Regions from separate parts of the Mus musculus genome. Here all the other regions are linked to region 1. A link is a contact called in public ChIA-PET and Hi-C data. All regions are on one chromosome and are shown on one strand. The core of a region is the stretch at or near the end of the contact, and the rest is flanking DNA. Distances in the headings are between cores, read along the strand shown.

Region 1 (6,890 bases), core at 2,770-5,269:
ACAATAGGAAGAACAGAGCCCTTGTAGCTTCCAAGCCTAGCAGGCTGTGTAGATCCGGGGTGGATAGGCAGAGTATAGTAACTAGGGTCTTGGCAAATGGGCTTCTGTTGTGTTATTAGCCTTGGCTTACTGGACACAGACCTGTCCACTTGACTCAGAGTGTTGGCGACCAGACACATACCATGCATGGAAGATGAGAAGGTTCCATTCTGTGGAAGCAATCTAACCTCAGAGAAAGGACCTATAGCTGTGTACAGGTCTCGCTCACCCTGAGAAAATGTCCTGCAAGTCAGCTACCAGCACTGTCTGCTGCTCGTGTTCTCTGTTGCAGGAGAGCATCCAAAGTCTCCTGTGGGTATACGTGGACAGTTAGAGGTCATAGCTGTTAGAGACAGAAGGTTCTCCACCCATAATGACAAGAACCCCATAAACATGTAAACAAAGTAAGATAAAGCGACAGACATACAACTGAATGGAAGGATTGGGTGTAAAGTAAGAAACTCTCTGAAAGAATTTACAGAATTGTAAGAATTGCCCTCTTACATAGGGCAGAAAATATAAGACTACTAGAGAATTTTCCCAGGAGGGCTCACATCCAAATAACTGTTTCTAGCAGATGACAAAAAAACTTAAATTAAACAAGAAAGCTGCCAAAGCCTGAAAGTTACTCTTTGAAATACTTACCAAGTAGATGGAAGTATCCTCATTTATCTTTCCTTTGAAATGAAGTCTGCGGGGCCTTTGAAAGGATAACACGAACTGTTACTCCATGACATATTTAGAGGAAGGCATATGCCAAAAATAGCTGCTCCTAATACATCTCCAGGTATGTAGGAAATGCATTCTTATAAAAAGACATCCAGATGACCAAGACACCCAGGATGCATACACTAAGATGGAGAATGTCCCCCAGGTGGGAACGTGTCTTGGGACAGAGGCTCTCCTTTTGTATGCGTCTTCATGAAATGTCTACCTGGAGATTAGTTTCCATTCCCAATCTTTTTCCTTCTGTCCGGTCCATCGCCAGACATCTTTCTCTCTACCATTACTTGTTGGAATCTACCTCTTACCTTTTTTTTTTTTTTAGCCTTGCCAAATTGCACATTTGAGCTTCAGTTTCTTCTCAGTGCTTCATACAAACCTCTACTCAACCTGTAACTCCTACGGTGGACCAACCTGACTCTATGAGGACGTTACCTACTCCCCTCTCCCTCAGACACCTAGTGCAGCGTCTCCAATTTTGCACCATAGACCCATGTCTCACCTATCTAACTGCTGAAAGCAGGGAACCAGAGCCCCATTCTAGATCCCAACCTTTTGCTGACCCTACTTCTAAGTAGGACCTCATACACATGTTCACTCCTTTCCACCCCTTAGGACTGATAACTATCTTCTCATTTATCGATTCATCCATTCAGCAACTAAGTCTTGGCTGTGCTAGGTGCTAGGTTAAGAGATGGCATACACTGGTCAAAGAAGACAGGCAAAGGTCCCTTGTTTCAGAGGAAATGAATGACTACAAAGAAGCCATCAAAACAAGTGCCCAATCTTGCAAGCACTATGAAGAAAATAAACAGAACCTGCCATAGAGAATGAGCAACAGGAGGAAGGCCTTGTCACCCTTGAGCTGGGATGGCTATGAAAGTCTTGAGGACAAGATAGAGAAGGACAGTCCAAAGCTTGCTCCACTCCCAGGGATCTCTACTGCCTCAAAATTTAAGTATGATCCCATTAGAAGCACACAGATCACGACATAGAAAAGGTTCCATGCATTCAGAGAAACTATGCTTCAAACAGTCGCCTATAATATCTTCAGATGGCACACCACACACTCAACAGGTTTGGAGAGGTGCTACTTTTTTCAAAGAGCAACTGAAACACGAACAGGTTTTGTTAGTGTCAGTTCAGAGTCCATCATGGTCGGGAAGAGAAGGTAGCAGGGGCCTGAAGTAGCCAGTCACATCATATCCATAGTCAGACACCAACAGAAGGTGTTGGTTAACTCCATTTTTATACAGCTCAGGGTCCCCTGGACAGGGGATGGTTCCTCTCATAATTCATGTGGGGCTTCCCATATTAATTGACATCGAGATAATCCCCCAAAGGCTCATATGCCAGGGAATTCTGGGTTCTATTTACTAACTCTAACGTCTTTCCAAGTGGCAAAGCCAGAACAATGAACTCAGAAACTACTGACGTCCCCTAACCACATCTGAGCACCTGCTGAGTCCTGGCCATAGGTCATAAAAACTCAAAACCAAGCAGACAAAAGGAGATTGGGCTGCTCTAAAATGCCAGACAGAACATGAGACCGTGCTTAAGTCATGCCTGCCTCCAAGTGTACTTTTGAGGCTATGCAAGTTGCCACATCCTGTAGCTACATGTGGAGAGCTACAGTTTTCACTAAAGTAGAACATGTCAATGCTGGAGACATCTACCCAGGTCTTCTTACCTTCAAACCTCCTCTTCTCAGAAACTTCTCTTTGTTCTTACCATTTCCCCTTCTTTTCTGAGAACTGCTCTCTCTCTTTCTCATATATGTATATTGGAATCCAGAATCTCATACATGCCAGACAGGTGCTCTTCAGAACTTAATCCCCTTCTTATAAGACAGCTTGTTGTCCTAACTGCACCAGACAAAATTCTTGAAAGAAAAAGTTATGACCTCTCTTTCTGCATAAGTGGTTCTTGCCTTTAAAAATTGTTTGAAATCGCTTGTGAGATTTGAGAAGTTTCACATGTACAAAAGGTATTTAAATTGGCTCACTAGACTACAGGGCCGGTGGTTGGTGTTTGCCTGAGAAGGAGGACTGGGAGCTGAGGCCCTAGGTCATGCTGTTTGAGCCTATTTTTCATTTGGTCAGTGAATTATTCACCTAACAAGTCTATACTGAGGACTTGCCATTTGCTAGACTCAGTTCTGGATACTAGGAAGCCAGCAGCCAACAAATATGACCAGGAGCCAGCTCTTTTGAACCTTTGATGCTGATGGAGGTTCTCAGACAATGCACAACCAGACATGCTAAAGGTGATTAGGGGGAAAGAGAACAGGCTGAGGTTTAGAGCTGTGGGGAATTATCATATATAACCTTGTCAGGCCGGGCATTGGTTTTAATCCCAGCACTTGGGAGGCAGAGATAGGCAGATTTCTGAGTTCGAGGCCAGTCTGGTCTACAGAGTGAGTTCCAGGACAGCTAGGACTATACAGAGAAACCCTGTCTCGAGAAAAATAAACAAACAAACAAACAAACAAACAACCTTATCAGTAGCTACTCCAGTCTTTCTTTATGTCCCCAGCTCTGTGAAGTCTAACTGAAAGCAGCAATCAGTTCTCTAAGACCAGCTCAAAGGAACACCCTCCTGCCACGCTCCCAGCTTCTCCTGCTCTTTTCCTTACATCAGGAGCAGTCTTTTGTGGCCAGTCTTCCACTTTCAGTGGGATACTTTTGTCCTTATTTTAAGGATTCAGGCTCCAGAAGAAAAGCCAGTCTCTGATAGTTTCAATATCTCGCCTGTACATATAGTTCTAGTGTGGGCCAGCGCAGAAGAACTGTCCCATGAGCAAACACAAAGATTAGACTGAATTTTCAGTTCCCACCAATAGGAGGCAAGAACTAGCCCGGAGAAACTTCAAGTATCAGCATCATCAACTCCCTGGAGGTAGGCCCCACCACATAGGTTTGAATCCGAACCTTGGGGCAGAGCCCAGCAAGTAACCCTTTAAGGTGACATCTAGTGACTCAGAGCACTCTTAGATTGATTACCTCAAGGCGGAAGGAGAAGGTGGAAGTACAGTGCCTCGCCTCTCTTTTACCCTGAGCCAGTGGGAACTGGTGGGAACAGATAGGGAACAGCCTGGGAGAGAGGATGAAGAGAAGGAAGAAAGCCCGGAGAGAAGGAGGAACGAGAAAGGGGCCATTTCCCAGAAGGTCCGGAGACCCTGCCTCCGTCCGGGGCCGGCTTACATCCCTGTGGGCGGAGTCTTGGAGAACAGACCGCGTCTCGCGCTTGCGGGGCCACATCCTCAGGACTCGTGCGGGGTCCCTGGCTCTCACCCCGCGGGTACCTGCTCGAGCTGCGGGGCTACCTCCAGCACGGCCGCCGCTTTGAGCTCCGCCATGATCGTCGCCGCGTCGGATCCCCGCCGGGAGAGTGTAGCAGAGTCCGCGTTGGAGCCGAGCTGACAGTGGCCGGGCGGGTGGCCTGGCTGTGGCTGCAGTGGTACCTCCTCCGGAGCCCAGGTCACCATGCACTGCGCACCTCCCTAGCGTAGTGAGGGACTCCTCAGTGTGGCATGGGCACGTTCTGCGGGTCCTCCTACATGATGAAAGGTCCTGCGTCCCACCACGCCCTGTACTCTCTGCTGGAACCAGAGGTGACTGGGCTGGAGGAGGGTCCGGAACAGGTAGGAAGAGGGGTGGGGAGTTCAGAACCAATGGATCGGAGTGGGCAAGGGGGCAGTGGTGGGGAAGAGGGAGGGTAAAGGAAGAGTAAAGGGAGAGGGAGAACGGTGTGCTGAGGATAAGGCAAGGGAGGAGGGCGACCAGAGGGCATGAGAAAGGAAGAAGGGCGGAGGAGGGAAGAGAGGAAGAGGAAGGAGAGGAGGAAAGAGTAAGAGGAGGACAGGGACAGCAAGGTAGAAGAGTAGGAGAGGAGGAGGGAAAAAAGGTAGGAAGAGAGGAGGAGAGCACAGAAGAAAGGAAGGGAAGAGGAGGAAGGAAGAGGAGATGAGCAGAAGACTGGAAGAAGCTGAGGGAAGGGGTTGATAGACAGAAGGAAGGAGGGGGAGGCAGAAAGAGGTTTCCTTTTTAGCTCTCTGGTAGAGGGGGTCCATTAGGAGAACAGAGTCTGGTTGGCAGCCCACACGATGAGCTTGGAGCTTTCTTGTTTCCCGGGTCCACTGTTCCTCCACCTTCAGTACTTTCAAAGATAACAAAGCTGAGAAGTCCCGCAGGGAAGAGTATGCAGAACTTTATGGTCCTCAGGGTGGTGCTCCAGGACCTGTAGGGTCTCTTGGGAGACCACTCACAACGTACCTTTGCCCTCTACCTTCAGAGGGCACCTCTCTCCTAACATCAAGTGTAGATTTACTCAAGCATACAATGAAGAAACACCCAGTCAATCATCCAGCCTATAGGATGTGCCTTTACGTCATCACCCACAAGATGTTACTACCGTAGATCAAATGACCAGCTAGATGGTCACATCTCTGCAATCAGGAAACTTACTTCCTAGCAGAGGATAGGGACAGACGCAGGTTCAAGGACCACTTGTGAGGATCAGTGTGCATGCCGGGAGCTTGGCTCTATCAGAAAGGCTACAACAGCTCTCCACTTCTGGACCCTCCCTGAGGTGCTCTGGTACAGGAGATGTTGGCCAGGACATGAGAATTTCTATTTGTAACAGGGTTCCTGGTGATGCTGCCGCTGTTGACTATCTCCAGAGATCTCCCTGGCACGATCAGGGACAGTGCTCTAGCTGGAGGGAAAGAGGATGTGAAGGCCTGGAAATTGTGAATGGAAGTAACCAAAACCAAAACCTTAGCTAACACAGAATGCTTGCGGTGTGCCAGGTGTTACAGCAGGTTGTTCATATTCAACCCCCACCCCCACAGGCATATTCTTGCCGTCTCCATGGAACTAAAGCATGACGGTTCAGAGGCTTGGAAAAGTGGCTGCGGGTATTCCTCGATGGTGCTGCCCTGGCCTATCGTGCCAAGCAAACCCTTGGATTCCATTCCCAGGACTGGGGAAAAGGTTTCTCAACACTTTAAAGCTGGTAGGTTGTACAGTAGGAATTTGAAGCCCCAGAGGCCTGAATCTATTGCCTTGGCTCTTAACCACTCCAGACCATGGTTGTGAAAGTCTAGGTAAGTCATATCAGGCAGCGTGGATCAGGGCCTCAGGAGAATGGAAAGTTATTTCTAGTGTGGAGTGAGGACATCACTACACTTGTCTCTTGGCTCCAAGGAGCCTTCAGGGTGCCTGTCGGGGATATGTGTCAGAGGGGGAGGGTGGAAAGATTCAGGCAAAACCGGGAAGTTCAGGTGCTAGGCTCTGCAAGGCTTGACTAATCTTCAGTGATGAGGCCCTGGCCTGCGGCTGGTGCAGTCTAGCATTTATTTACTTAGGTGTTGCTGTTACTGAGACTGAGTAAGGCAGATTTGGAGGAGCTGGGATTCTTTGAGCAGATGACATCCTTGCTTTAGCTCCTGGCTTGCCTTCCGGGGCAAAGGTCAGGATTATTTATCCCGTGTAGCATGTGCTCACATTTATCTGGATTTTCCCAAGTCAGTCAAGTAAATAAGACAGTAAGACATTTCCAGATGAAAATAGGAATTTTCTTTTCCTATAAAGTTCTGGCCAATTATTATTATTGGGTTCTGGCTTCCTAATTGGAGACTCTCTTCCCTGGTTTGATGTCATAAAGGTCCAAATACTGGCCTGAAGACATGGGGCATCTTAAAGTTGGCATCTTCTCACTGGTTTCACTTCAACAGTTACATTTGAATAAAACCCCTCTGAACCCCAGTGCTGTGGTTTGCAAAATCCTCAGTCAAGGCAGATATGACAGGATTCACTAGAGTATTGGGTGAGTCTCTCAGAGGAGTTAATCTATTCCTTCCAGAACAGAGGTTAATTTCCATAAGAACAGGTGTGGTGGTTTGAATGAGAATGGCTCTCTTTTATTTGACTGCTTAATCACCAGGGAGTGGCATTGTTTCAAAGGATTAGAAGGATTAGGAGGTGTGCCCTTATTGGAGTTGGTGTGGCTTTGTTGGAGGAAATAAGTCACTGGGCATGGGATTCTAGGTTTCCAAAACCTAAGCCAGGACACCAATCTCTCCGTCTTGGACCTCAGATCTCCCCCTCCCCCTCTCCATCTCCGCC
Region 2 (6,890 bases), core at 1,493-3,992, 790 kb before region 1:
TATCCTGTTGTTGCCCTGTGTCATGGAGATCCTGCAGCTTTGAATCTGCAGGGCCAGCCCTTTCACAAAGTCCAATAATTCATAGATGGAGTAGATGTTGAGGTGGGCCAACTCAAAGCCCTGGATCTGTAGCTGAGTGGCTGGGTTGTCAGTCTGCCAGCTCTCCTGAGCCCACACCACCAGGGCCAGCTTTCTCACTTTGCCCAGATGAGGGACAGGACTGGCTTGAAAAGCACTGGCTGCTCTTTTTTGTTTTGTTTTGTTTGTTTGTTTTTGTTTTGCAGTTGTTGTTTTTGGAGACAGGGTTTCTAAGTGTAGCTCCAGCTATCCTGGAATTCTATAGCTGGTCTCGAACGAAGGTCTGGTTGCCTGGGATTAAAGGCATGTGCCACCAACTGGCTCATCTGGGAACTTAATATCTTTGTTTACTGAAGATTACACTGTGATTAGTAACCTCAATATCTGTCCATGAAGAGAAACCTACTGATGAAGAGTGCTGGAAATTTTGACACATTATCAGAATTCCCATAGACAAGATATGGATGTAGCACCAGCCGAGAACCTGTGGCTTATCTCCTTCCCTTCCTGATGATAAAATGAAAGGCAGGCAGTCTACTAATGTCCTCTACAACTCCAGGGAATAAAGAGTATATAACTTTGCAAAAGGTGAATACATTATCTCCATGTCATGATTATATGTGACAGCAAATTCTTTTCTCTTACCTCTCTGATCATATATATCAACCGGGAGGAATAGGAATCTTTTATTCTTTCTAAGCAGAATGGACAGACAGAATTCTTTGGGGGCAAAAAGGGACAAAATTGTATTAGAAAAAAAGGAGAGAAAGAAGACAGGAAGAAAAAAGAAGGAAGAAAAAAGAAGGAAAGGAAAATAAATTTTCATTTAAGTAGAAATAGGTTTAAACGTTTGGTATAAAAAATTGATCTCAAGTAACACACACACACACACACACACACACACACACACACGAGTGAAAAATTTCCCCAAATCCAAAGAACACAAGCCTCTGCTTCCTTCAGTCCAAATGATGTACAGAAGTATTTTGCAATTCTTCATCACCAACAGAAGCAGATTTCAGTGTTTCTAAAGGTGGGCCTACATTTGCATTTCTCTTGGGGCAAAAGAAATCTTGGGAGAAATAAATTAATCCCATCATAGTCTTGCTCACCACAATATTATGGATAAGGATAATCATGCAGAATACCAGAACCTCACTGGACTGATCGATCAGTTACTTAAAATAGACAACTAATAGCATCTTTATCAAAGAAAATTAGCATTAGTTCCAAGTCCATCAGAACCATCATAAAAACTATCAGCAATTCCTAGAGAAAGTATACAACTTAAGAACAAATAGATAATAAAAGAAGCCAAGTATCCCCAAATTTAAAGAAACACCACCAGGCATCCTCAAGGAGACACCCAGTTTTGTTATGTACTAGCTGTCCACACCATTCATACACAACCGGGCATTGCAAGACATGTTTTCCAAGTCACCCTTCAGAAGCCCTGTACATGATGACACTTGCACTTAGCTACAAGTCTTATTCAGTTCTTACAGAACGAGAGCAAGAGTTACACTAGACAGGGGCCCCTTTCTAATAATGGAGAAGACTAATGGGTTTCAACTCAAGAGGATGGTTTTGAGTAGGAAAATTCACAATACATTGCAGAATAATTACAGTTTGAGAGAATTGGTACCCACCCACCACTCCCTTTATAGCTCAATTTCAGAACAGAAAAGCCCTTTATACAAGATTTATGTTTGGGCATGTCAGCACTGTTTTTGTTGATGTTTTGTTTGAGTTGATGTGCTAGCAATCTAAGACAATACCGTTATTTAGGTTTGAAATATGTGTAGTGCATTATGTAAATGTATGTAGTGTTACTATTAACCAGACTGAGGAAGACACAGTACAAGGATATTTAAACTCATTATCTAACACCGCTGGGAATAGGGAAGATTCTCGCAGGTACCCCCAAAGTCTGGTAGGAAACGACCAAGAAGAGCTCTGGGAGAAGGGACAGTTGAACTGTTTCTGTGGACGGGGCGTCAGCGATCTACTTAAGAGGGGATGAGCAAGAAGGCAGAGTTCGGTTGCCGGCAAAAGAGGAGCAGCGAAGAAAAGTACTATGAGCCCACTGTCAGAGAGCAAGCACAGAAACAGAGCTACCACCGCACGTTCACGGTTGCCGGTCTTGGTGCACAGACTGGTAAGAGTGCGGTGATCGCGGAGAGCTAGCGAGAAACCTAAGAAAGCGAGGGCCGGGCTTCCGTGCTGCCAGCGCCGGTACACTCATCTTCGCTCCATCCCTTCCGCATCCCGTTCTTCTCTCCGGTGGTTGACAAACTTTCGGCTCCGCGGTGGTGAGCTACGGCCACCTCCACCCTCCAGACACGGAGTACGCGTGTGGGAAAAGGGTAGAGGATGTCTGGCTGGAGGGCTGCACTTCGCAAACTATGGACTGTTCCTCTACGCTGCAACCCGGTTACCCCGGCAACGGTCCGTGCGGATTCCCGGATGTAGTTCACAGGGCCGCGGCCCGGGGCGGAGTCGGGAGGACCCAGCCCCCTGGGAGACGCGCGCGCACCATAGAGACGTGGCGGGGCCCGGGCTTGGCTTCTAGAGAGAGGCTGTCCGGGGCCTAAGACCCCGCACTTCCGGTCTGCTCGCTTCCGGCTTCGCGGGTAGGGTGCAAGCGCCGGAGACCGGGTTGAGAGGTCGCGGGTGCAAGTGTCCTCGGCGGTTGGTTGCCCGGAGCCTGTGACAGCTGTAGCTGCTCCCCGCCCCCGAGGCGTGGGGGAGGAGACGAAGGAAAAGCTCCCGGTTGCGCTTCCGGTCCCTTCTCCCTCTGGCCGACGTGATTCCCGAGGGCTGCGACCGGGAGAGCCCGCGACGGAGCGCTGCCGGCTTCCCCGCTGACAGACAGGTGAGGGCGGAGCCGCGGCGGAAAGGAAGGGGTTGGGGTGGCGTGCTTCCCGACAGATGGATGTGTCGCCTGCGGCTACTCTCATCAAACTTGCTCCTGGGCACTTCCATCCCTGGGAGCAGCCAAGTCCGCCCCTTGGTCCCTCCTGTCCCTCTGAGTCTGAGTGTGTTCTGGAGTGAAGGGGGGCAGCACTGGCCCCTGGGGCGGCTCCGCTCGGCAGTGGGAAGAGTTGGCAGGGTCTGGGGCTTTCTGGACTCTGTCCGAGTGGGCCGCCTTTCCCCCTGCTCTTCCCTGAGTGTCCTGCTTCCTCTCTCCTGCTGTGAGAGGAAGGGAGGTAGCAATCTCTTGGAGAGATTGCCTGACACCGGTGCCGAGGGAGGCGCCCTGCCTGAAATGTCCCAAGCCTGAGGGCGTCCAAGGAATGCTGGAGTTTGGAGGAGGAAATTGTGGCCCTGCCTTCTGGTGCGTTCCTTATTGCCAAGTTAACTACTCTTTACGTGTCTAGGAAAGGAAGCGTCTCTCTCTCTCTCTCTCTCTCTCTCTCTCTCTCTCTCTCTCTCTCTCTGTGTGTGTGTGTGTGTGTGTGTTAAGTGCTTAGATTCTAGACTTTCTCCCCTGTTATTGCTTCCTTGGCTTTGTTCTTGTTTTCCTCTTGAACCCTCTGATCTCAAAAAGTTTATATTTTACACTTCCTGCAGATCCTTTAAGTCACCCTTTCAGGATTTCTGTGCGTCCCTCCTTTATTTTTTCCTGAACTATCCTTTCTTGGTTCTTATCTGATCAGGGGGGCGGAGGACGAATGAAAAAATCGCAGGGCTTTTCATCAACGTGTTGCTTTCACAACTGCGAAGGTGTGTTCACACTTGCCATTTGATTAACTTGATTGCTAAAGAAAGGTGCACCAGATTGATGGCGGTTGGTCAGTTCTCTGGAGGCTGCAGGAATGGCTTGTATTTCATTGCTGCTCTTTCAGAGCAAGCGTTGCAGCAATGTACACTTTTCTTGTATTTGTTCTATTTTTATTTGCTTTTAATTTTCGTTTTTGTTTTTCTTGTTCACCGTGACCAACGCTTCCTTCTAACTCCAAAGTTTAACAGTATATAGGAAAACAGCATATTTCCACTATGATTTTCTGAATAAAAGGCTTTGCCTGAGCTATTTTGTTTCCTGCTTGACAAGATGTTACTTTTCTTGGATTATGCTTGCTTTAATCCTGGGTTGGGGTCTCAGTCCAGGAATCAGGGGTTTTTCTATCTCTACCCTGAAATGATGTGCAAAGTTTGTATGTGTGTGTTCTGGGGAAATGCATTCTTCTTATCAAATTCTTAAAAGACGTGGAATGTGCAGCATGATTAAGAAGTACTGGTCTAGTGTCTTGTTGAAGCTAAAGGAAACAGTTTATTCACGGAGCTGCTGTTTCCCCAAGTTACACATGGTTTACTCGGGTGTTATGCAGAGCAGAGTGCAGGGATTTCAGCCTGGTCCTGAAATCTCACTACTTCAAAACTGCCGCATTTCTACATTCCTTTCTGGACCTATAGAAGGAACCAAGTTAGTTCCTGGTTGGTGGTTTTGAGGTTTCTTTTTAGGGAAAGCTGGCTGTGCCCATTGCTTTGCCAATACAGAGAATTTCTAAGCTGGTGTGTTTATTACTATTTAATGCATACTAAATATCCCCAGCCCACTGGGTACAACTCAGAGTAAAGCATTGGAATGACGGCTGTCCTTTGCTTTCATTATCTTGCTTTTATCGGGAGCTGTCTGCCTTGGGCTTCCCTAAGGAAGGGCAGAAATGTTTTCTGTAGTCCATATGGCGTCAGCATTTTTGACACACCTTCTCTTTATTCTGTATTATGCATGCTATTTATTGTTTCTTTCTTGTAAGTGAGGATCTTTCTAAGCTTTATGTAAGTCTTGGAGCACATATTTACTTACTGATTTGGTTTTAAAGTGTTTGGAGGTTGAAATTGTAACATTTTGAAGCTCATTTCATACAGTGTTACCTGCACAGCTCATAATAAGTTACCTAAAGTAACTAATTTCTTCTCTTCACAAAAATCATGATTTTCCCCTCAGTGTAGCATCCTCACTTGGCAGAGCAGTCAGTGCTAAGGTAGTTGCTTATAAGATAAAAGCAGATTTAGAAGCTAGATTCTGTGTAGCCCCACAGTGACAGGTACATTTATTTGCTTGCTATGTACGTGGTGCCAAGTGCTTTTCACTGTTAACTCATCCTCCTAGCAACCGTCTAAGGATGCTCCCTCCTCCCCATCGTTCAGATCAATGGGCCTCAACCTGTGTGTCATGGCCTCTTTGGGGGGACCCAGGAGCCTTTCACAGGGGTGAACTAAGGCCTTCGGGGCACAGATAGTTACATGATGACTCATACCAGTAGCAAAATTACAGTTATGAAGTAGCAATGAAAATAATTTTATGGTTGGAGGTCACTACAACATGAGGAACTGTGTTAACAGCTTTAGGAAGGTTGAGAGCTACTGTTGTAGACGAAGAGACTGAAACTAAATGACCAACAGAGCTAAGATAATTTGTTTAAAATAATCCTGGTGGAACCAGGATTTGACCTTAGGTGTGTGCCTGCAGAGTGCTTCTAGGAAACTTCCATTGTAACATTTGTTGAATGAGTTGGAGATAGCTTATTTGGTAATATCTTAGACATTGACAAAAGCATCTTTTCCTCTATTACTGTTTAGTGGAGGAACACCTCCTTGAAAGTCATATTGTAACATGGGACAAAAGGCCTATAGAATGGAAGCTGATAGGGCTTCTCTGGAGATAGGTACAAGTTTGTTGGATTGTATGTATTATCACCTATAAGATTGGAGACTAACCAGCCTTGGCCAAGTGAGTTTGGAACCATGAATTTCAGCATGATCACTTGGGATAGAGGGAGAACTAAATTTAGCAAAGTATTTAAGTTCACATAGCCTTGGGTGGAAGCTAACACTACTGGTGGATGTTGGAAACGGAGTTACTCTAGGGGCTGCAGAGCATGGTGAGGTTGGGAAGATGGTGATTGTCTGGAAGTCAGGCTGATAGCAGTGCCACCTTGGGGTTGTATAAAAAGGCTGTGAAACAGAAGTCTACCTGCTGAGCTATCTCTCCAGCCTTATAGTAAATGGCCTCGAAATACAATTTTCAACTATATAATAAGCAGATGGAATGAAGATTTCTTTTATTCTCAGTATTCCACCCTTACCCCTAGGTCCCAGGTCCCCTCCCAGTTAATTCAAAATATATTGAGGATCAAATTAATTAACATCAGGAAGCCTCTAATCTTGTGGCTGTTTGAGTTATTTGAAATTAAATAAAATTCTCTCAGTTGTACCAACCACATGTCAGTGCCCAGTGGTCACTTGTGTTGGTGCCTGCCTTTTAGGACAACACAGATTTGGAACATTTCTAACAGTATTTTCCAACCTGGTAAACACATTGAAATGCTGTGATTTGTTACATAATTAGTATATTACTGAACCGAGATGTGAAAAATTTCTATTTCCCCATGGTGTTTAGCAGCTTTGTTTTAGCTGACAAGATATAGCTGTGTTCTCTCTTGGCTTTCTAACTAACTCCAGATGGCCAAAGTCTAATGATTTTCTTGCATGTTTGGGATTATTATGCTGGTAACTCTTTTTCTAGGATAAAGCTGTCAGCTTGCTAAGGGCATGTAGGTTTTGTGTTTCCTTCGAGCTATAGATCTGTACTCCTTGCTATCTGGTTGATGCCTTTCCTTGAGACCTAAAGATGTCATTATATCCAAAACTAGACTCATGTCTCTTCCTTCCTCTCCCTCCTCCCAGACATTGCTTTTCTTTTCCTTGTTTCTGTTTTCAGTGAGTGATGACATTATCTGACATAAAATTTTGAAAATGTGGAACAATTCTTACCTTCCCTCCTTGATAATGTCATATGTGTCAAC
Region 3 (6,890 bases), core at 1,293-3,792, 550 kb before region 1:
GCTGGAGATGTCAGGTTCTGTGACTCTAAAATACAGAAAATCATTCAGGTGGGGTGGGGGTTCTTCCCACCAACGCAATAGCAGCTGATGGGGCTGCTCTACAGTTCTGATACAGTTCTGGCTCCTCTTAAGTTGGGTCAGGAGAGCACACCAGCGCTCTGCACTGTGGTCTAGCGGGCCCTGGCCCTTCCCTGTTGTGACCTAGAGGAGTGTAACTTTACTCCTAGCTCTTTCTCTCACACCCACCACCATCCCCTCCAGAGCTGCACAAGCTGCGTTCTGGTGCTTTTGTTCGGTAAGTTCTTGTTTTGTTGATGTTTGAGTGTCTCATTGTGTGGCTCAGGTTAACCTGGAATTCACTATGTAACCAAAGGGTGGTCTTGAACTTGCGATCTTCCTGACTTGGCTGGGATGCTGGGGCTATAGGAAAATGCACTAGGCATTAATTATTATTATTATTATTATTGTTGTTGTTGTTGTTATTATTATTATTATTGTTGTATTGTGTGTGTATTATTGTATTGTGTGTGTATTGTGCGCACTCACATGTGGTATAGAAAATAGGAATCATGAGGAGATCCACAACTTTGTGGACTCAGTGCTCTTCTTTACCTTTATATGGGTCCCAGGGGTCAAACTCAGGTCCCCAAGCTGGCCCTGCAAACACCTTTACGTACTAAATCATCTCATTGGTCCCTACTCAAAAAAAAAGTGGCCCTGATGTCCTGGAACTTGCTTGGTAAACCAGGATGGCCTTGAACTCCAGAGGTGGAATCTGAGGGCTGGCATTAAAGGCGTGTACCATCACTGCCTGGCAAACAAAACAAAACAAAGCAAAACAAAAACAAAAACATCAAACCAAACAAACAACAAAAAAAGGCAACTTTTTAAGAAGTGCGGTCAGTCATCTTTGAGATAGACTAACCTTGCATTCCTGTGCTCAGCTGACCTTCCTACCTGAGGCGTTGCAGTGCCAGGTCTCCTGCTGCACTACCACTGTGCCTGGTGTCTCAGTTAGGATTTCCACCCCCTATGATAAAACACCATCCCTAAAAGCAGCCTGGGAGAAAGTGATGATTCGTCTTACACTACCACAGCACAGCCCACTGGGCAAAGCCAGGGCAGGAGCTCAAAGAGGGCAGGAGCCTGGAGGCAGGCAGGAGCTGATCAGAAGCAATGGCCGATTACTGCTTGCTGGCTTCCTCCCCATGGCTTGCTCAGCCTGATTACTTATAGAACCCAGGACCACCTGCCTAGGGATGGCACCACCCACGGTGGGCTGGACCCTCCCCCACTACTCCTTAAAAAGAAACTGCTCCACAGGCTTGCCTACAGCCTGGTCCTGGTTTCTCAATTGAGGTTCCCTCAGATGACCCCAGCTGTGTCAAACTGATGTGAATCTAGCTAGCACACCTGGCTAGTTTTGACTTTTTTTTCCACGGAGCCTCCATGGACAGACACCCTTACTGTGACTTAACATGGGAAGGAGGGACCCAGAATAGAAGGACATTGTAGCAGCAAGCCTGTACTTAAACCTGTGAAATTAATTTTTTATTAAAAATGACAGCAAACAAAACAGATAAGCGTTACACACACACACACACACACACACACACACACACACGAATGGAAAAGCACAAGGATCCACACACCTCAGGAGGCAGAACAGCCATGTTAATGGGGGCACCAGCCAGCGGCTCTCCAGCTCTGCTCCTCCGGCACGCATGGCTCCCCAGACCTCAAGAAGGATTTGCAGGACCTGTCCTTAGGAGGTGGGAGCCACGGCTCAGGTGAAAGTCAGCCTGTCCTAGCCGCAAGGACCAGTCTTCTCAAGGGATTTCTGATGAATAATTTAACTTCATAAAGTGACTTCTCCACAGAGCCTCCACGGACAGATACCCTTGCAAAGACTGTGATTTAATGCGGGAAGGAGGGACCCAGAATAGAAGGACATTGTAACAGAAGGCATGGGATCACCTGCCTAATCATCGGATCGTTCCTCCTGCCCAAATAACCAGAGCGGGGTCCTTTGAGTCCATAGGTCATCTTTGGGTCTCTCAGGTGATGGGGTCCACTTCCGGAAGATCTTTGTCTGATTAGTAAGCAGAGCCCAGGTCATTTCAGGGCCTCTGTGTCTATGACAGGAGGCCCAAAGTACATAGATTTGAGGCTCTCTCCCTGTGGTGGCCCTATGTTGCAGGTGCTAGGGCTACCAGACTTGTGTCACCCCCAAGGCTGTCACTTAGTCCTGTGAGGATGAAGCCTGGATAAGACCAGATTTTTAAAATTCCCAAGCAAAGCGAAGGACCCGGATGGCAATGTAACTCTAATTCAGGCAACTGTCTCAAAAATGGAAAGAAAGCGCAGCACATCTCGGCAGAGGCAAAAGGCAAAGGAGCCAGGCCGCACCCATTTCCCCCCCCCCCCCCCCCCCCCCGCTGGAGAAAAACAAAACCCGGGGCAGCTGAAGTGGGTGGGGCTGTGGGAAGAGACAGAGGCGGAAGAGGAAGGAGGAGCCCTGCCTATATCCCCGGCTTCCTGGGCCTCCTGTAGGTGAGCAGAGCAGAGAGTAAAGCTAGCGGGGGACTCAGCATTCACCCACCTTTCCCAACAGTCTGGATGTATGCTCTGGAAGGTCGTCACACGGACTGGTTCTGGCAGCAACACGTCATGGACCTCAGCAGCCACTTCCTTAGCTCAGTCTTGCTATAGAACCCTCACCTTACATACGGGTGAACTGAAACACAGAGAGATTGAGTCACTTGCCCAGGTCACACAGCCAATGGCAAAGCTGGAGTTTATGTTCAGGAAATGGGACCCCAGATGTTATGTATGCTCCTTAGCACCAAGTCTGAGAAAAACAGGACTCTCTGCTTTGAAGGTTACCGGTGAGAGTCCTGGAGAAAGAGGAACCAGAAGGATGCAAAGAGATGTAACATGTCCTGATTTTTTTAAACAAACAAACAAACAAACAAAATTATACTAAAATATGTTAGTACAAGCCGGACAGTGATGGCTCATGCCTTTAGTTTCAATACCGGAGAGGCAGAGGCAGGCAGATCTCTGTGAGTTCAAGGCCAGCCTGGACAACCAGGGCTAGACAATGAAACTTTGTCTCAAAAAAAAAAAACAAAACAAAACAAAACAAAACAAAAAAACCAAAACCAAACAAACAATGTATGTATATGTTTGTGTGTGTTTATATATGTTACTGCATAGAGACCATAGACAATGGTTTAGTGGCATACTGCCTACCTGCCTTACTAAGCAGAGGCCCCCAAGTATGATCTGCTTCCCTCTGCATTTCCTCCTTACCCGCACAGACATATATATTCACATCCACAGGATCCATAAGTACCATGTCATACAGATGGTGACCTCTAAAACTTTATGTAAACGGCACGATGCTATGTGACCCTCAGAAACATCTGCTGCTGTCTTCTTAACCTTGTGTCTCCGAGACTGAGAAAGTGCTCTCTGCTGACGCACAAGGATCATGTGCATTTATTTTATTTTATTTTATTTTATTTTATTTTTTTTGTAGCTGTGGAATGTTTTGTTCTTGCTTTTTTTGAGATGAGGGAGTCTCTTTTTATTGCTCAGAATGCTTCCTAACTCGAGAGCACAAACGATCGGCCCTGGCCTCCGCTTCCGGAGGACAAGCTGGCACTGTGCGCTAGGTACTCAGCCCCTGCCTTCCAGTCATCTTTCCAGTTCCTTAGCGCAAGGGGTGGAGCCCGGGGCCTTGTGCAAGCAAGCTTGGCAAGCATTGGACTGCTGAGCTTCTCACACCCTGGCCGTATTATTGGAGCATAATATCTAATCAAGAAGGCCCACAGATCTGCAAAGTTCCAGTTCAAGGAATATATGGAGTGCTTACACGTGTATTACCATCTCACAGCCTAAGGGAAATGACCAGGGCTGGAGATGCGGCTCAGCTGGTAGAGCGCTTTCCTAGACTCACAGAGCCCTTGGGTCAGTCTTCCAGCATTGCACAAACTGGGCTTTTTCACAGTGCATGCTTGTAATCCCAGAACTCGGGAGGCAGAGGCAGGAGGATAGGAAGTTCACTGTCTCCCTGAGGGACTAGAAGTTATGTTTCCTGATAGGTAGACAGATAAGAAGAAGGGCCATGACTAGGAAATAAAGGTGGTGAACTTCCAAGATGGCTGGCTTCTTCCTCATGCTCCTGACCTGAGACAAAAAAGCCTGAAGGCTTAAAACAAAGGACTGGTGGGCTCTCCTCTCCAGCCCCCTGCCTGTGGACTTGTTTACAAAAGCTGTGGATGGTTCATCTCCCCTGCTTTTGTTCTAAAGGACCAACCCTAATCTAGAGGAGGAGGACCTCCTTGAAGATCCTAAAGACCCCAGCCTTTCCAGGAGAGATGGACTTGGCTTCCTGAGCCCCCCTGCTCTACAGAGGGTGTGTGTGTGTGTGTGTGTGTGTGTGTGTGTGTGTGTGTTGGAGGCCAGCCTGGACTAACTACTACAGGAGATGTAAAAAACAAAAACCGAAAATAGATAAATAAATAAATGAACAAACAAATAAACAAATAAATGTAGATTTAGTCCTAAATTCTAAAACAACTGCAGTTCTGATGAGATGGATATTAGCCAACAGTGTAACACCAGGATTTAGAAACCTCTCTCCTGGCCATTTATTTTCATTGCAAAACAGTACGAGCGGATTGCGACTTGTTCACCTTCTTTGCTGGAGAGCGTTTGTGTCGTTTGCCCTGTCTTTACACAGGGGTATGCACTCACACCCACGGCTCACTGAGGGTGGATTTGCCATTTCCAGCCTAGTGCAGCTTTACAGCTTTAACCTGTGGGTCAACCAGATCGCAGCTCTGCCTGTATAGCAGGATGTGAAAGTTGCTCTCCCCCACAGCCTCACAGGGCTTAGAATCCAAGTGTCTCCTAATCTACACAGTGAGAACCCCCCCCCCCCCCACCACCACCACCGTGATTTAAATTTGCATGTCACTGCTTCCAAATGAGACATCTCACTAGGGGGTTTTCAGGGATCCTCTTTTCTGAATCCATTAATTATGTCTTTGTCAAGTTTTTTTTCTTTTCCTATTGGGTTGTTGCCATGTTTACTGATTTTAAGGACTCCTGTATATACTAGACGCTTTTCCTGGATCAGCTTTTTATTGGGGCGGGGCACTTTGTTTTAATTTTCAAAAGAGGGGGGAAATTCGCTTAATAAACTAGAGGGCGCTGAGTGCGATGTAAATTTCTAGCGAGATCTAGAACGGATGGGAAAGTGGATGACTTGTGGCAACTGAGCATGGAGTTATGATCGTTGGGAGGAGCCTAGGTTACAGAAAACCAGTCACGCCGGACTTGTCTCGGAAAGGCTTCAGTTGCGGGCCACCACCTTTTGGGCGACACGCATGAATGATGAGCGCACTGTGCCCGCACGTACATTTCATGAAGCCCTGGAGACCGGTTACCTCCTTCATGGTGCAGAGCTCAGCAGCGACTGTGGAGGATCCCTGGGCCATAGAGCAGGGAGAGCAGGGATGTTTGTGGAGGGGTTTCTGCGAGTCCGTAACCTTGGCCTTGCCGTAAGGGAGATGCTGAACTGTAGACATGGGATAAAAATCAGTTACAACTGTGTCCTATGAATCCCGCAAGAATTTTCTGGAGACTTATATATACTTGGGCTGGGTACTGACCCATTCAACAAACTCATTGGTTTCTCTAAGAGGGGACAGAGGGGACATGGAAATCCTGTGTAAGTGTCTTGAAAGTGAATTTGGAGAATAACATCTGTACCCTAAATTTAACCTAAATGCAAATTCCCAAGGACACGTCAAAAGGGTCCAATTCATCACCTTGTCTGCCCCTCCCTGTCACCAAAATCCTCACTAGGGAGGATGTGAGAGAGACAGCCAGCCATATGAGGCTCGGGAGAAGCTGGGGCACCGTGGCAGCGTGCAGTGGAGCAGTGGCAGGCAGACTGGTCTGGCCAGTGTGCGGCCTGAGGAGCATCTGCGTTCAAGGCCAGCAGGAGCTGGGGAGCTGGAGCTGGGCCCCGCTGCTTCCAGACTCACTCGCTGTTGCCTAAATGCTCCTGGAACCCTAAACCCATACTGAAACCCAACCGCAAGGTGGCGCTATTGAAGTAACCCTTGGGAGCTGAGTGGGTAGAGTGGTACCTCCCCACCCCCTCCCCGCCCCCACGTACAAAGGGATTGGTGACCCTATCAAAGACAAGGGGTGTTTCGCTTATGCCACAGCAGGACACAGGAGGAAGTATGACTGTCCAAACCAGGAAGCAGCTCTCACCAGAGACCAGATATACTTTTACCTTGGACTTCTTTGGTTCTCCAAATTGTGAGAACTAAGTTTCAGTTGTCCAGAGGCCTTTCAGCCCGTGGTGCCTTGTCATAGACGTCTGAGTGAGCCCAACACTGTCTCTTGTGGAGATTCACCCACATTCTTCAACCATATAAGGCGTAATGTCTGGGCAGCATTCCATCCCACGGCGGTTTCATAATTTATATAGCAGACCCCATAGTGTAGAAAATACACGAATATAAATCCTGAGATCCAATCTGGACATTATTCTAGACAAACAAGCGCCAGCACTTCAACTCTGCCCTGAGGTACTCTGTCAGCAGCCGTAAAGGCAGCTGCGCTGGCCCAGTCCTCCAGGCACTGGGAGCAGGTGTGCCAGGTGACAGCTTGATCAGCTGTCAGTGGGAGGGGTCCCCTGAGGCCAGCAACAGGGCAGCCTTGTGCTGAGCCCCTCAGTCCCTCCGTTCCACCTGAATTTTCAGGCAATTGTCCCCATGCTTAGACATCAGTATGGCTCCAGTGTCCCAGGCCTCTCGTCCTCCAGTGAACGCCACGCCTCAGGGTCTTCTTTCTAGGTCCCT
Region 4 (6,890 bases), core at 3,061-5,560, 520 kb before region 1:
TGAGAATGAAGCAACTTCATATTTAAATCTGACCTGTGGTTTCTACCCAGCCTTTGACAATTTAAATAAAATGACAATAAAAGATGCACACAGCCTTTATATTTACAATAAGCCTTACACGGCACAAGAGCTGGGCAGATGCCTACCCTCTATGCCATTAGAATCTACTTTCCTATATATTATTTACTGTGCTTCATCTGGGCTGCTCTAAATCCAGTTGGCCAGCCCTCAGGGCCACACTGTTATGGCTCACCTGACCCATGGAGGCTTCTCTTCCTCCTCAACCTTCTTTCTCATGGTTCCCCTCCAACCTCTGAGCCTTGGAATTCTAAACCTCACCTATCTCTCTTCTGGCTATTGGCATTTTTATCTACCAATCAGAAATAACTTGGGGACAGGGCCACAGGTCTACGTGCAGACTCCAAGTCTTGAGAGGCCACACTTAGCACTACAACAGACAGGAAGACCAAACCTCAACAACTCTCAGCTGATCCTTGGAGAAATAACTTGTGTGTTTTATCCTATGTGGATCGGGAGTATACAAACTTGAGGAGTGGGGTGGGATTTAGGGGCAAGTTTTTCTTATTGGCTCAGTTTGAGGAGATAGTGACGCTCTGTTTGCATTGGGAAGGACTCGAGGTAATTTCTTATGTGACTGACTGCCCACGGTCCTCTCAATGGGGTGTCATGGTTACATGTTCCAGAGCAGGTTCAGAAATGTATAGGGAGCGGCTCAAGTCCTGCCCATCTCAACTCTCTGAGATTCCTGGGGTCCGAGCTCACTCAACCTGACCAGTTCTTCTATCTGAGGCAGGGCCCACTTGCCCTATACAAACCAAGTCTCCTGAGCTTCCCTGCACCACAGGCGCTGCTCACCAAGTCCACGGAGAGTGATAGGACTCCGCTGGAGGTAGAGATCATACGGGTCCTTCTCCCTTTCTGCATCGTTCCCAAGGGAGGAACGGGAAGGGAGTGACCGAATTCGTCCCTATTCTGGAAAGGACTCCAACCGAGTCTGGAGTCTTGGGGTTGGGCCTGAGGCTTGCCCCACGTGACTGAGAGACTCACTTTTCTTATTTACAAAAATCAAAGGCTTAAGCTATGTGACCAGTGGCATCCATCTCTGTAACCTAAATGTCATTGAAGGTTCTGAGTGGTTCTTCTGGACCCGTTCGTTTGTGCTGTTGAGTTTATTTGCAAACCCTCTGCCATGTTCCCCAGACCCCACTCGGTGTTTCTTATCCCTCTGCGATGCCAAAGGAAGTTAAAGATCTCAGGAAGCAAGATGGGCCTTCTATCACAGTTTCCTACGCAATCTCAGCACCTCAGATCCCACAACCTGCCGGTCTATAAAGGGCCCAGGATGAAAATTCAGGAGCTATATTGTAACAAGAAGTAACTGAAGTGCTTGAAAGCTGTGCTCAGGGGAACAGCATGACTCTGCTGTGTGGGGGATGTATTGGGGTCTGTGTGTCTCAGCCTAGACTCATGGTCTAAAAGACAGGGAACCAAGACAGCCCTGCTCGGCCAGGTAGCCCGTGTGTACAGTGATGTACAGTAGGCACCCTTCCATGGGTCTCCCTCCTAATCCTGGGAAGGGGTGACTCTGCTGGGAGAGGGGAGGCAGAACCACGCTTGCCTGAGATACCTCTTCATCAGAAAGGATGCCCAAAGCACGTACCCATATGCAGGTAGCCTTTTCCCAATGCCCTGGTGTCTTTAAAGGAGACTCACTTCATTTAATACTTTAGGTTCCTTAGGCCAAGAGATACCCATGCAGATAATACTCCAGAACTCGAAAGCTCTTTAGGTAATTGCATCTAAAAATATCCTCTGGACAGGCATGCCGAATTAAATGTGTAATACAGTGAGAGCAGCCCTAAGAAACCCAGCAGCCCAGCAGCAAAGCTTTGGCAAACTGGGTGACCTGATTATTTGTCTGTTTCTGGGTCTTTATCATGTGCTATAATGCATTATCTCTGCTGACCAAAGCTGCTGTCTTCTGCTTTGGTACAAGGAGTGTGTGGGGGCTGGGGGGGGGGGTGGCACTTAGCCCCACCTAAGCTGCCTCTGGGGAGACTGGAGTACTACTGCTTGCTGCAAGAAAGAAACACAGAACTAAGACACTGTTGATAGCAGAATCTTCAAACCCAGTAAGTAAACAAGAGGCTTGAGTTTCCTGGCATGAGAGTGCTCCTCTTGGGAGATCTTGCTGTCTTTGCATTACTGGGTGTTTGCTGTTTCTTAAAAGATGGACCGTGAAAGCCATCTGATTAAACTTGGGTGGGGCTACTTGAGTGGATGAGGTGTGTCTTCATTGGTAAACAAAAATAAACTTTAAAAAAGGAAGCCGGGCCCCGTGCCGGGACAAGCTAGGGTGGAATCTCCATCAAACAGGATTTGTGTCAGGCTCAAGCTGGCCCTCTGCCTGCCATTCTGGGAAGAAATTCATGCAGATTGGAGTGCTGAGTCTTCAGACATCAGGGTGGAATCCCCATGCCAGGCATACAGTATCTTTGAAACAAGTAACCATATGCTTTCAAGTATCTGACTTCATTTTATATTCAGCTCACTTGCATGCAGGCATGCACACGCTGGGGTTGACTGAGCACGTCTGTGGCAGGCTGCAGCCGGATCATGAAGATAGGGGAGGCAGCGCTTGAATGTTAAGTTTCTTTTGAGTTTTGTGACTATACTTCTCTCTGCTCAGTTTGGACCGCTGAGTTAGCTGCTTTTGTTCTTGGCTGCTACACTGTGGCCAGATGATTTTTTTGAGCATCCTGGAGAACTAGTGCCCTCTTGTGGACAATGCACTAATCTCAGATTCAGTACATGTCAGATTTCCTAAAGGGCCTTATATTTAAATATTCTTGGCAGAGAACACAGAAGGAAGTTTGATGTTCTCTGAACGCAGAGAACAAACTTTTATGTTAAGAAAAATGACTTGATTTGGAACTTTGGGTCAGGGAGTCTATTACTTAATAGTGTTTCCTAAGAAGTTATAGCTTTATATTATAGTCCACCCCCCAACCCCGTGTGTGTGTGTGTGTGTGTGTGTGTGTGTGTGTGTGTGTGTGTGTGTGTGTGTGTTGGATGTAAAGCCCTTATCTGGCATGCTTTATTTGTAGCACTCAGGAGGCAGAGACAGGCTGATCTCTGAGTTTGAGGCCAGACTGGTCTACAGAGTGGATTCCAAGACAGCTAGGACTATAGAGAGAAATACTGTCTCAACAAATGGGGGGGGGGGGGAGGGGAGGGGGAGGGGAAAGGGAGGGGAGGGTGAAAAGGAGGGGAAGAGGGAGACCTTTCCATAAAGACAGCTGGCTCTTTTGAATCTCTATAGGGTAAGCACTTGCTGTAAATGCCAAGCCATACTGCTGTTTTAGGTATTCACACATGTTACAAAACACCCCAGGCAATCTCCTTCACAGCCCTAACAGCTCCTGGTCAAAGATGAAGTGTGTCTCTCACAGTCTTCCCAGAGGGAACGCCTCAGGAGCGAGGCTCCATGTTAAGTGTTGGACACTTAGTAAGGACCTGGTAGGTGTCTGCTCTCCTCAGGTTTATTGGTGACCTTTTCAGCTCGCAGGTCACCAGACCCAACAGTCACCATGCTAAGTTCTTGGCTGGACTCTAGAAGTGGATAAGAGTGGCGGGAAGCAAATGAGGTCGCAGAGTCTGGTTCACTGTAAGAGACAACCTAGAAATCCCCCAATGTAGGATGCTGCGAGTAATCACACAGCAAGTGCGCCGAGCAACATCACTAGTAAAGAGCTAGAGACCCCTCTCCTGCCAGGGTCGTCTTCAAGCTGCCACTTTCCTCTGGCAGGGGTCTCTCCTGACGCAGACTGCAGGCCACTTCCTTGTTTCTCGATCATTTTGTCGCCCGCATGTGCAAGCCTTATCTATAGTTCAGCTTGTACCACTCCATTTCGTGTAACTTCACACTGTATCTTTCCAGTTGGTTCCTTTCCAGCCCTGCCCTTTCTGTGTTTTGTTTTGTTTTGTTTTGTTTTGTTTTGTTTTGTTTTGTTTTAAAACTGTGATTTGGACCCAGGGCCACACACATGTTAGGAAAGTACTGTACCACCCCGGTATATCTCCGATCCCTCTGTCACTTTTTATTCTGAGACAGGGTCTCTCCAAGTTGCCCAAGAAGGTCTTAGAAATTCCTTAAAGAACCCAGAGAACAACTCAGTGACCCACAGGGGTCACTGGTCAGTTTCTTAGTGTCTTGGTCTTCCTCCGTATTTCATCATTTCCTGCACCTCAGGGGTTGGAACAGATGCATGCTTGATCCCTATACAGGACACTAGATGGCGCCATATCCTTCCACTCGTAGCACATCAAGCTAATTGTCTCTGAAGCCATCAACTGTTGATGCTGGAAGGCTAGATTCATTATTTATTCCCGGGAGGTCTTCAGAACGGTGATATCTGAATTTCGCCATTTGGTGTTTGAGGATATATCTTGGTAATGGTTCATTCATCTAGCATGTGCGAGGCCCTGGGGTCAATTCCCAGCAATAGAGGGAAAAAAGTACTGACTTTAACATTTAAAAAACTCACTCCGTTAAAATTTCACTTGAGGGCTGGTGTGATGGCTCAGGGGTTAAGAACACTGACTGCTCTTCCAGAGGTCCCGAGCTCAATTCCCAGCAACCACATGGTGGCTCAAACCATCTGTAATGGGATCTGATGCCCTCTTCTGGTGTGTCTGAAGACAGCTACAGTGTACTCATATACATAAAATAAACAAATCTTTAAAAGAATTTCCAGTTGATATGCAAAAAATGGTAAAGTTGCTTGTCTTCCTGGGATCCTGTGGGCTCTCGTCCTTTATTTTCCATCATCAGTAGAATAATTATACAAAATGTCACCTCTCACATAGGATATGACTTCGCAGTGGTATGAGTCAGAAGATTCTTGCTCTTACTATGTAGTTTTCAAGAAAATGGATTCATTCCTGTGGGGGTTGGGAGTACAGACACTCCCTGTTGTGTTGGGCTTTTGCCAGTCACTGAATCTGCCTGCACACGGCTGCTCTAAACAGTAGAGCACGTGAAGGTGATGGTGGATGAAACCTACACCTGTGTCCCGTAGAGATATAGATTCTGCTTTGTGTCCTTAGAGGTGGTGCCTGGGGCTGCTTGTGAGAAATCCTGTAACCCAGACAATGCCACTTTAGAAAGCCCACCTGTGGGAAAGATGGTCAGCCATCCCAGGGAGCCTGGGCGTGAGACCTCCCACTGCAGCTCCGTGTACCATGATAAAGCAGACTGGTGAGTCCCACCCCACCATTTGCTCTTCCTGGGGCACAGGTACTGTGGCCATTCCCAGCAGGTCCCACATGAAGTTCTAAAGTGGAATTCATAACCATTTTCATTGCACACAAAATTTGGCAAGACTAGTTACAGGCAATAGTTGGCAGATACCTCCAGGTCACCCTCAGAAGATGACCCATGGGACTGTGACACTCTGAGGGGCTGCAGTTGCTGACAGGCACTCTGTATTTTAATGCTCTGTTCCTTGTTTGGTTAGTGGAGCCTCTGGAGATGGTTTCTGGATCCTTTGGATGTAACTTTGGTAGTCTTTGGTAGCTCACACATATTTGGTGTAATAGAATGGTCCAGCCTCATCTTACGCTGGGATTTAGCCAGTGGTCCAAGGATCTTGTTGTCTTTTGTGGAGAATATTATGATTTGCTTCTATATTCCTCCTCATAGACAAGATAGATAGATGCCCCGTGAATTCACACTGAGAACTGCAGCTCAACTCAGAACTCACATTTGACTTAACCTTCTTGTCCATCTGTCTGCCTGTCTGTCTGTCTGTCTGCATTCCCTTGAACACTGGAAATGACTAACTGGCAGAAGCCATCTAGGAAAGATATGGCAAGTAAGTTTCCTTGAGGTGGCCCACCATTTTGCATGGCTGTGATGCAGACACTCTGGAGAGGCACAGCCCCAGAGACTTCGTCCCAGGGTTGCTTCTTGCTGCTGATATGTCTTTCCTGACACTATTACATAGCCCAACGATTCCTGGGCATCAGCCTATCTGATTGGGCAAATTTCCTGCAGATCAACACAAAGATGAACTTTCATAAATTCATGCTGTTTAGATGAGTTAATGACTTTATAGAATTCCTGACTTGATTCAAATAATTTTAGGAAGAAAGTGTAAGGAGATGGCTTATTTGTTTTGGCAGAAAGATATAATAAAGTCAGAATGAGGAAGAACAGAGTATGCCCCTCCTCATAGAATAGTAAGTAAAAAGTGCATAATAAGGAATGCAATGAGCTTTCACAATTACACCAGGAAGAAAAATAGGCTTCAGACAGATTTATGATCAAGGAAAAGCATTCATTCTAGGTCAGGTCCAAGGATGAAGTCACGGGTGTGCACTCTGATAAAGCAAGGCCATGTGACACTGTTGTTGCTTTGAACTTATAATGAGCTTATAGAATGAAACACCGCTTTGAACTTACTATCAACATCCGACTGTAACTCCCCTTTTGTGTAACACTTTATCTATGAGGTAATTTTACAAAGAACCTTTGTCTAAGAAAGTATAAAATGGCTGAGAGAAAAAATAAAGTGTTACTGTTGGGGTTGTGCTCCATCCTCCAAATGCATATAGGTCTGTCCATCTGTCTATGTGTATGTACAATATGACTGTATGTCTTTATGAATGTATGTCTATATGTATGAACATGCATACATAACTAGGTATATGTGTATATAGGTGTGCATGTGCACTTGTGAAATTGATGAAACAGTCGGGTCCTGCCAGTGTGTGTGTGTGTGTGTGTGTGTGTGTGTGTGTGTGTGTGTGTGTCTGACTTTCTTCCTTTCTTTCTTTTCTTTTCTCTCTGGCTCAACAAAGAGTTA

What was found. Hi-C and Micro-C count contacts between places; a contact is called where the count stands out from the background. ChIA-PET counts read pairs in DNA pulled down with a chosen protein or histone mark.
Region 2: a contact with region 1 is called in an RNA polymerase II ChIA-PET map of memory CD8 T cells, with 7 read pairs. The contact joins the promoter of Arfip1 here to the enhancer-like site in region 1. A contact is called at or near these places in 2 of 39 promoter capture datasets (the C10 cell line and pre-B cells), 2 of 115 datasets of contacts at active chromatin or transcription factors (bone marrow-derived macrophages and memory CD8 T cells) and 1 of 9 other capture datasets (liver).
Region 3: an RNA polymerase II ChIA-PET map of memory CD8 T cells shows a contact between it and region 1, with 22 read pairs. The contact joins two enhancer-like sites. A contact is called at or near these places in 2 of 484 Hi-C or Micro-C datasets (embryonic stem cells and large pre-B cells) and 1 of 115 datasets of contacts at active chromatin or transcription factors (memory CD8 T cells).
Region 4: a contact with region 1 is called in a Hi-C map of the N1E-115 cell line, with 7 times the contacts expected there. The contact joins two enhancer-like sites. A contact is called at or near these places in 8 of 39 promoter capture datasets (the C10 cell line, HPC-7-derived erythroid cells, cranial neural crest and 4 more), 4 of 15 datasets of contacts at CTCF or cohesin (embryonic stem cells, large pre-B cells, pro-B cells and 1 more), 26 of 484 Hi-C or Micro-C datasets (B cells, the Ba/F3 cell line, CD8 T cells and 14 more), 6 of 115 datasets of contacts at active chromatin or transcription factors (the 230-238 cell line, embryonic stem cells, fibro-adipogenic progenitors and 2 more) and 3 of 9 other capture datasets (adipose tissue, liver and macrophages).

Annotation. Positions count from the first base shown.
Region 1 is chr3:83,787,085-83,793,974 of GRCm38.p6, reverse strand. It overlaps the pseudogene Gm7115. Among named protein-coding and RNA genes, the nearest start is that of Sfrp2, 24 kb to the right of the region's middle. Within about 2 kb of position 4,019, at least 133 of the 459 cell types and tissues checked have an H3K27ac peak or open chromatin away from gene starts, as enhancers often do. A contact at or near this core is called in CD8 T cells, the N1E-115 cell line, adipose tissue and 2 more, where this site is marked.
Region 2 is chr3:84,578,477-84,585,366 of GRCm38.p6, reverse strand. Arfip1 (ADP-ribosylation factor interacting protein 1) reads left to right here and starts at 2,742. Exons shown (of 9, transcript NM_001081093.2): 1 at 2,742-2,953. Gm35410 (predicted gene, 35410) reads right to left here and starts at 2,952. Exons shown (of 1, transcript NR_164319.1): 1 at 751-2,952.
Region 3 is chr3:84,333,408-84,340,297 of GRCm38.p6, reverse strand. No RefSeq gene overlaps it. Among named protein-coding and RNA genes, the nearest start is that of 4930565D16Rik, 43 kb to the left of the region's middle. Within about 2 kb of position 2,542, at least 79 of the 459 cell types and tissues checked have an H3K27ac peak or open chromatin away from gene starts, as enhancers often do. A contact at or near this core is called in memory CD8 T cells, where this site is marked.
Region 4 is chr3:84,310,626-84,317,515 of GRCm38.p6, reverse strand. No RefSeq gene overlaps it. Among named protein-coding and RNA genes, the nearest start is that of Trim2, 54 kb to the right of the region's middle. Within about 2 kb of position 4,310, at least 84 of the 459 cell types and tissues checked have an H3K27ac peak or open chromatin away from gene starts, as enhancers often do. A contact at or near this core is called in CD8 T cells, the N1E-115 cell line, adipose tissue and 1 more, where this site is marked.